Linked DNA regions of Cricetulus griseus: region 1 is linked to region 2. Evidence: chromatin contacts called from public Hi-C data. All regions are on one chromosome and are shown on one strand. The core of a region is the stretch at or near the end of the contact, and the rest is flanking DNA. Distances in the headings are between cores, read along the strand shown. Region 1 holds the start of Gtdc1 (glycosyltransferase-like domain-containing protein 1). Region 2 holds the start of Zeb2 (zinc finger E-box-binding homeobox 2).

Region 1 (4,444 bases), core at 1,772-4,271, 170 kb before region 2:
AGTGAATATGAATCTAGAAGATGATATCATACACAGTATCCTGGTTCTGGCAAGACCTTTACTATCTATGGGTGAAAAAAGGCCTCAGTTGCCTATGAGAAGGAAGGAAACAGGCCTCAATTTTTCCTAGGTTGAGGAGGTCATAGAGAAGGAAGGAAATAGGCATTTACAGAGTATCCCCTGTACTTGACACTAGCCATACAGATTAATAACACGTGGCTATCTTTCAAAAAGCACCTACCAAGACAAGACACATAACCAACAGATATTTACTAAGTCTACATCAAATACTGTGCTGTGAGAGATGCAAAAAATCCCACCTCACCCCCAACAAGGTTCCTGAATTCTAGGCTCACTTTTTTTTAATGTAATTTAAGGTGATAATGATGTAGATTACTATTTACTTACTGGATCTCTCTTCCTACTGAGTATCAAAGTCATACATACCATAACTCTAGAAGTCTGATAAACTTCTGGGAGACAGAGTCCTTGATTCAAGAATATGAATGACAGAGACAGGAGAACTGGCACATGGGTTAAGAATACAAATTGCTCTAAAGAGGACCCAAGATCAGTTCCCAGCATTTACACAACTCCAGCTCCAGAAGATCTGACACCTCTGGCTTCTACAGACACCTGCACTCACATGCACAAGCACACATATAATTTTTAAAAATTAAAATAAAAAATACCTTTTTAAAGAATTTGACTAATAGAATCCTGGCATGGTAGGAAGTAGAAATGCAAGGATAAGGAGTTCAAGGCCAGCCTCAGATACACAGTAAATTCCCAACCCTAGGCTATATAAGACCCTGTCTCAAGAAAAAAGATCAATCTGAGTAATTATTAAACTGAAAAAAATATTAAATTCAAAGTTCTAAAGTAGAAAAATGTTTTAAATAACATGTGATTGTGGTTTGCTAACTACAAGTAATTTTCATCATTTGTACCGAATGTGTCAAAATTATAAATCATTCTCATATGAGCAAAAAGGGGATTTTTGAAAATTGTATAGTGACTCCTTGGCAATTCTTAAATTAACAAAAATCAAGAAGGAAGGGACCAGAGCTCAGCAGAGCACTTTACTTTGCTCAACAGGCTGAGGGTGTAGGGGATCGAGGTTTGGCCAAAACTATTATCAAGTTTGGCACATCAGGAGGGTTCATGTAGTTAAATACTTAATAAAGGCAGGTAGTTCCATTCAGTTCCTTGTAAATCTCGTGAAAACTTAAAATAGTGAAGTTGGATTATACTGCCACAAATGGAAAATCCTGTTGTTTTGTAATTATAAGGTAAAAATGTCAATATGATTTCAGAACAAGAGTGAAGAAAGCTTGGTGCGATAAAGTGTATTATTATTAGTTTCGGGTATGACCTACTAATGGTTTTCAAGTTTGTGGAAGTATCAAGATTCAAAATGTCTTCCTCCAACCCTAATATTAAACTGTGTCATTAAACACAGAACAAGGCCCTAAGGACAACAGTTCTCAGCTGAAGCTCAGAAGAATCTATTCCACATCAAGACCTGGAATGCACTAATTAACATTCAATATCACACTTGGTATGTGGGTTCCAACATGAAATTCATGTCATGGTTAAAGCTTAAGGTTATAAACAGGTTAACAGAACCCAATATTGAGTATACCGCCCTTCCCCTTGTCCCCTAGCCCCCTCGCCCCCTCCCCCAACAGTTCCTTTAGCTGACCATTATAATAAGCTTCAAAATCAACTTAAGGGTAGTACCAACTATGTCAGGCGAGCTGGGGCACAGGAGGGATGAGGGCTGCAATGCACCGCGTGTGGAAAAATCACCTTCAACTCACCTTTTCCATTTCCACACTGTGATACAGGTGGAAGAAAAAAAAAAAAAAAAAACATAACCCCTTCTCGCTGAGCTTCCCATCACAGGGCCTCTGAGGTATTAACTTAAGAATCCTTATCTCATGGCTTATCTAATGCTGCATAGTTCTGAGAAGACTATAAAAGTTGCACCGCGGAGTGGGTGGGAGTGGGGGTGCGGACTCTGCCTACCGAGAGACCAAGGGTTAAATTAATGTATTATTGCAACTTTGCTGTTGTTCGATGAGTTGTAAAGACTTATTCACTCCGAGAGCCCTTCCTCGCGAAAGAACGCTGGGACTGGCGGGACGTGACGATAACGTCAAGCCTAGGCGGGATCCTCGAGTTGGGGGGACGCGAGCCGTGGGGTGCCCGCGGCCCGAGGTTGGGGACCCCGGGATCCCGACCAGGAAAGCGCAGGCCAGGGAGGGCCAAACAGTACGAGACAGGGCGGCCTGGGGTCAGCAGGGCCTGGGCCAGTCCCAGCCTCTGCGCTCTCGAAGTATCGCTTGGGGCCACCCCACAGCCCCGCAGAGCAGGAAGGCGCGCGTGCGCCCGGGAAGCGCGGCCCCGGCTCCGCCCTCCTCACCCCCGCTCCTCGCGGCCGCCGCCCCACTGGGAACTAGGAGCCGCGCGGCCCCGCGAGGCGGGCGCCGGAGGGAGGGGCCGCGCTCCCCGCCTCCCGCGGCCAGCACAGCTCTCAGCCAAGGCGACTCACCTCCTCCTCCTCCTCCTCCTCGGCTCCCTCCAGGCCACCGGCAGCCCAGCTGGCGACGCGCTGACGCCGAGCCCCTCCCCCGCGGCCGCAGCGGCCTTGGGACGCGTCAGGCGCTCGCCCCACCCTCGCCCCGCCCACAGCCCTGAGGCTCCGCCCCCGGGTTGCCAGCTCCACGCGGAGTCCCTGACTCAGGGGCCGCCCGGTGCGAGCGAACTCTCCACCGCCGCGGCTCGCCACACCTGCTCTCCGCCCGCCGGCCCCTCGCACGCTTTCCAGTCACGCCAGCGCCCCCGCCGCCCTTTCAACTTTTCCATATCCTCTCACACCTCTTGTCGCCGCCTCCGCTCGCGCTGCGTCCTTCTTTTCCTACTGAGAGGTCTGTAGGCTCACCGGGCTGCCTTCTCGGGTTTTGAGCCCTCACCTGTAGTCCTTCCGGGTGGGCCGGAGCCTCAGGGACCCGCCAGAGCCAGTGCACACCCTCCTGCTTGTATTGGTCAGCGAACCCTGCTTTCCCTCCCTCGGGACTCTTGGAGGATCTCTGCTAGCCAATGCTGGCTTTTCCTCTACTTAAGTTTTATGCAGCCCTTTGATTGTTGGTACTACACATACTTAAGATGCAGCTTGATTATTAATATTAACATTCGTGGCCCCACTAGAAGTCAGAAAGAACACAAAAAAAATACTCTATAAAATGAGGAATATGTCTCCTTTACATTTCTATGATTAATGATGTCGTATTTGGGATCATGTTGTGAATTCAATAATTCAAGCAAAGGCAAAACATGCAATGGTAGGTATATGCTTTTATCTGGTAATGTCAGTTTTAAAACTAAACTTGGAACAGACTGTAGTGTCATTAAGCATGCTTAAAATAAAAGAAACTGATTAGGCCTTTGGAGTTGCATCCAAGAGTTGCTTTAAGTTATGTGAGTAAACATTATTATTCTTAAATTGAACAGTGAAAACCATCTTCTACTCTAAACAAAGCCTACACTCTATGTGGACCTCCAATGCTTAAAACCATTGTTGACTTGAACAACATTATTACAAGCATTTAAAAAATCTAATAAACCATCTGTCCATCTACTTTTACACAAATTGGAAAACAGAAAACAGTAAATGTTAAAAGCTGAAAATGAGAATTTCTAACTGCAAATGAATCCTGTAAATCCTATTCCACAGAATAAAATATTGAGAAAACCCCAAAGCCTAGGGGCTACCAATTCATCAATCTGGAAGAAGAATCATACAATTTTATAAATGAATCATCTAGTCCTTAAGACCACCTGAAGTCTAATTTTTTTTCATTTTGCTGATTAAGATCTGAAGTCCAGAGAGGGTAAGTTACCTAACCAATGTACCCAGCTCAATTGAAACAAAGTTCGGATTCATACTCAGACCTGTCTTGAATACTTGCCTGCATAGCATTTAGAACTACAAACATAAAGCTATTCAACATCAGAATTCTTTGACATCTCAGCTCTGCCTCAGTATACATGATCTGTGGATTTGAGCTTAGGTATTGATGTCAGAAGCCATTTCACTCCAATATGTTCAAGGATTTCTGTTATGTAACCTGCATCTCTCGGTCGGGGATCATCTGCATGATCTCAGTCACTTCTGGCCCTGGCTCTGGAACTCTGATCCAACTGAACACATTCATCCTCAGAGGTGCCAAAGGCTGTGCCTGATTAAAAGAGTTATGAAATCTCTATTGTCAAGAAAATTACAACATTATTGGTGAGGTAAAATATGAGGCATGAAATGATAATTCAACACTAATAATCAAGGACTCAACAGTAATTTCCAAATGTTAAGTGGGAAAATGGTGCACATAAATTAAGAAAAGACTTCTTAAAGGCCACAACAACATAAAGGAGATCTATC
Region 2 (4,292 bases), core at 1,231-3,730:
GGAGGAAGAACAAGAAGAAACAAACACTTCAAATAGTCTTCACTGCAAAAGAATACTTCTGGTAGCCTCGCTTTAAATCTCATTCTCCTTTCTCTCAAAAATAACAGTTTAACATGGGGGGGGGGCTCATGATACAAAGCTTTTGTTATCCAGATGATCAGCAACGTGCTCCAGATACTTGTAAGGGGGGAAGCCCCACAACAGACATTGATTTTAGAAAATCAATAACTAACATTTAATAAAGGGAACAGAGGAAACACGAGAGAGGAGAGGGGAACATTGGATGTAATTTTAGTGTCTACTAAATTACCCAGAGATGGAGAAGGGGAGGTCTCCTGTGTAAGGACCACCTTAAATAATGCCAGGCAGCAATGAAGAAAAAATTAAATTAAAAGAGAGACACATGCACATACTTAAAAAGAGGCTGCCTGAACCGAATCTTGGGGACCATCTTGGAATATATTATTGTCCTTGTTTTTTTGTAATACTAAGCCAAGCAAACAGATCAAAGACAGCACAAAGAGGAAAGGCAGGGTAACATAACGAACAGTTTTTGACTAAAATTCTTCTATCACTCCCCCATATGGTTCTCCACCTCCACCACAACAAGCAAAGGACACACACACACACACACACACACACACACACACACACACACGGAGAGGTGAGAGAGGGAGATTATTTGTCTCTAACCAGAATCCTTTAGCCTTTGTGTTTTACTCCCACCAGCACCCCGAACTCCCACACTGCACCCCCCACCACCACCCCCGCCAACCCTCTGCACGCGGTGCAGCATTGAGGCAGGCTAGGGGAGCGCACAATTGTCCTCTCTAGAGGAAAGTTGTTCCAAGTGGGCCCAGGTAGTACCCGCCAGGGGCGGGCTGGGGGAGCGAGAACCCGGTCGTGTGCTATGACCCTTGTGCACAGCTCGGAGCGTCTACACCGCCCGCTCCCGGTGAGCCGGCTGAGAGCGAAAGGAGAGTGAAGTTTCCTTTCCGATTCTGGGCTGGCGCCGCTGGATCGCTTGTTTGTTTTGAGGGGATGCCCCCCCCCGTTTCTTTTCATTTTTTCTTTTAAAACTCAGTATCTTCCGTCAGCACCCACCCCCTGCACCCTCTGTCGTCCCCCAACTCTCTCCCCTCCCCCAAGCTCCTTCCGCGCACTTGCCAATCACTTTTCTCTTTTATTCCCACGATTTTGTTTGGGGGTAATACCTAGGGGGTCTCTCTCTCTCTCTCTCTCTCTCTCTCTCTCTCTCTCTCTCTCTCTCTCTCTCTCTCTCTCTCTCTCTCTCTCACACACACACACACACACACACTTCCAGTCTCACTCCAAAATGGACCTAAACTCTCACATACACACCCCTTTAATCTGCCACCTCTGGTCTGCGTGTCTCCTCGTACCCCCATCTCTTTCCTCCTTCCTGACTCAGCCCGGATAACGGGCTCCTCCGGGGATCCTTTTGGCGGTGGAGCAATTGCTGGGAAAAGTCTCCCTTCGCCCTACTCTCTGGCCCGGAGCGGGGCCTGAGCCTGCTGCATAGGAGCCGGGTCCCCAGTCCGCAGCTCCCGGCCCGTCCCTCCTACCCTTGAGTCCCCGCGTCCGGCCAGGGCCCGCTGCCCGCGGACCGTTACTTGGCGCACATAGAGGCGGCCCGGCGACTCCAGCAAGAAACTTTGAGGCTGGTGGAGGCGCAGTCTCCGGTCCCCTCCCTCGCCCTCGCCGCCTTTCTGCCACCCTCGCCCGCGCCCCTTAGTCCAGCGCTCCCGGGCGCCGGAGCCCCCGCCCTGTCCTCGCCGGCCGCTTCTGCCGCGGGGCCGGGGACCTGCGGGCCGGGGAACCGAGCAGGCGGAGGTGCCGGGGGTGCCGGGCCGCGGTGTGGAGCGCAGGTCCAGTCGGCAGCACTCGGAACAACCCCCCCGTCGCCCGGCGCTCACTTGGCCCCTCACTTGCTCAACTCCCCCCCCCCCGCCCCGGTGCAGCGGCCGCGCGTGGGGCTCCGGTGCTGGCCGCCGAGGGAGGTTCGCCCGCGAGCCCCAGGCGCCGGCGCCGGCTTCCTTCTCCCTCTCCCCCCCTTCCCCCTGGTCTCCGGCCGCGGAGTGGCCCGGAAAAGTTTGGTTCGGGCCTCTTCTTACCGTTTTTCCTCCTGGGATTGGCTTGTTTGCGCCTCTTGCACCGGGGGCCATCCGCCATGATCGGCTGCTTCATTGATAAGAGCGGATCAGATGGCAGTTCGCATGGACTCGGCGCCCTGCTTCGGCAGCACGCAGGCTCGATCTAGCAACCAAACACAGCGACAATGTGGGCATCGCCCGCGCCCATTGAAACGCGCGCGGGCCGCCCAGGGGAGCCGGGCCAGGGCCCGGGTGAGCACCCATCCGCGCCCCCAGCGCCAAAGTGAAACTTCGGCCCCCCTCCCCGCCCCCCACCCCAGCCTTGGCCCCGAGGCGCTTTGTGTTGTTACTGTTTGGTGTGTTGCACTCGCGAGGGGATCAGAGACAAGAATTACATCTTCAAAATGAGTCATAACTCCTGACCGTATGAGGGAATGCACACAGCGGTACAGTAAGACTGCTTGACTCAAGGCTAGGCGGACCCCTTCCTCCGAAAAGTCCTCAGCCGGGCTCGGGAACTTGGGGAGGGGGTCTTTCGCTCTCATCTTTTCTCATCCCTCCTCCGACCCCCCATTCCCAAGAGGGAAAAAAAGTAACAAACAACGCAAAACAGCCCTTGGATGAAGCACACTCGGGTAAATTGATAATAGTAATTACAGGAAGCCCACTCGCCCCGCGACCCCTCCCCTCCCCTTAGGAGTTATCGAGGCACTGTCTCTTTCCCCCTACACCCTCCGCCCCCAAATTAAGATTTCCCATTTTACCCGGTAAAAGAAATATAATTATAAGGCTCTCTGGACATTGTTCCTCCCCCAACCCCACCACTTGGACAATATTTACTTAAGTCGCCCCCCCTCACATGTTCCCCCACACTGATTTCCTTAAATTCTTTCAGTAGATTTTTTTTCTCTCTCTCTCAAGAAAGGAAAGAGAAAGTCCGTAGCCACTATGGCAACACTTTTAAGTTGTTCTAAATGATCGTATCCTTTTTGGCTTCGAAACTTTTGTACCTAAAAATCGAGGGAGGCGCTGCATTTTTTTTTTCCTCCCAGCTGAAACTGTCAAAACTTGGAGAAGGGGAACCTCGGAGGCAGGCCGGAGAAGAGGAGAACCCTGAAACTCCGCGGGGTGGGAAGATGCTGTGCTTCGAGGATTAGTTTAAACAGAGGGCTATAAAAGATGTAACAGATGCAAACTGTAACACAAGGGCCATTAACCCTTTCTCCGCCGCCCAGCACGCCCAGTTCCCTACACCCTGCACCTATTGTCTCCCGTGCTACAAGCTTTGCGGAAAACCTGGAAAGTGAGTATCAGTTTCCGCACATTTGCTGAGCGGGGTGAAGGGGGGCAGAGAGAAGGGGAAGTGGGTGTTGAAGAAAGCACTTTAAATATACCCAGGCATACAGTAGACTTTCAAGCTTGACACATTAAAAATCATTTCTTGTCTGTCTTATTAATTTGAAATTGTTGAGGGGGAAAACCCTGAAATAAAGAAATGGTCACACAAGCCTCTGGGATGAAACAGCTGTCTTGTCTGTATTTCTGCTGAGACTCACACACCATGGCATATCAAATATATATTTAATAAAGTAAGTTGCTAGTTTTATGAGCCAGTATGTGTGTGAGGGAAAGACATGACATTTATGCTGTAAACTTTATCTGTGGATGTTATTCCTAACTCTGGAGTAAGTAATCTTGCCCTCATCATTATAGGGGTAGCATGTAAAACATGTAAGTAGGTGGGAAATAAACACATTTCTGTTAGCCGGGCTCACCACTGCTGCTGTGAATCACGTACTCTCCTCTTTAACTTTTCAGTCCCAAAGTCTGGAATAATGTCAGTGTGTGTGTGTGTGTGTGTGTGTGTGTGTGTGTGTGTGTGTGTGTGTGTGAGAGAGAGAGAGAGAGAGAGAGAGAGAGAGGGGGGGGGGGAATCTATGTGTGTATTACTTGGTCATTTAAAATAAAATTTCAAAAGTTACCTTAATTTTAACCCTGATACCCTGACAGCAGTTTTCTTCCCAGCTGTAGTGACCCCCCCCCCACTTTGGTAAACGACTCAAGTTCCAAGAGGACTTTCACTTCTTTATTTATAATCACAGAAGTGAGGTGCTACTTCACACACACACACACACACACACACACACACACACACACACACACACACAATGAAATAAA

The links. A called contact is a pair of places that touch in the nucleus more often than the background predicts.
Region 1: a contact with region 2 is called in a Hi-C map of the CHO-K1 cell line, with 3 times the contacts expected there. The contact joins the promoter of Gtdc1 here to the promoter of Zeb2 in region 2. A contact is called at or near these places in 2 of 8 Hi-C or Micro-C datasets (the CHL-YN cell line and the CHO-K1 cell line).

What each region holds. Positions count from the first base shown.
Region 1 is chr6:129,132,946-129,137,389 of CriGri-PICRH-1.0, reverse strand. Gtdc1 (glycosyltransferase-like domain-containing protein 1) reads right to left here and starts at 3,021. Exons shown (of 11, transcript XM_035446166.1): 1 at 2,884-3,021.
Region 2 is chr6:128,958,012-128,962,303 of CriGri-PICRH-1.0, reverse strand. Zeb2 (zinc finger E-box-binding homeobox 2) reads right to left here and starts at 2,480. Exons shown (of 9, transcript XM_035446813.1): 1 at 2,465-2,480; 2 at 2,136-2,277. The coding sequence starts at 2,208.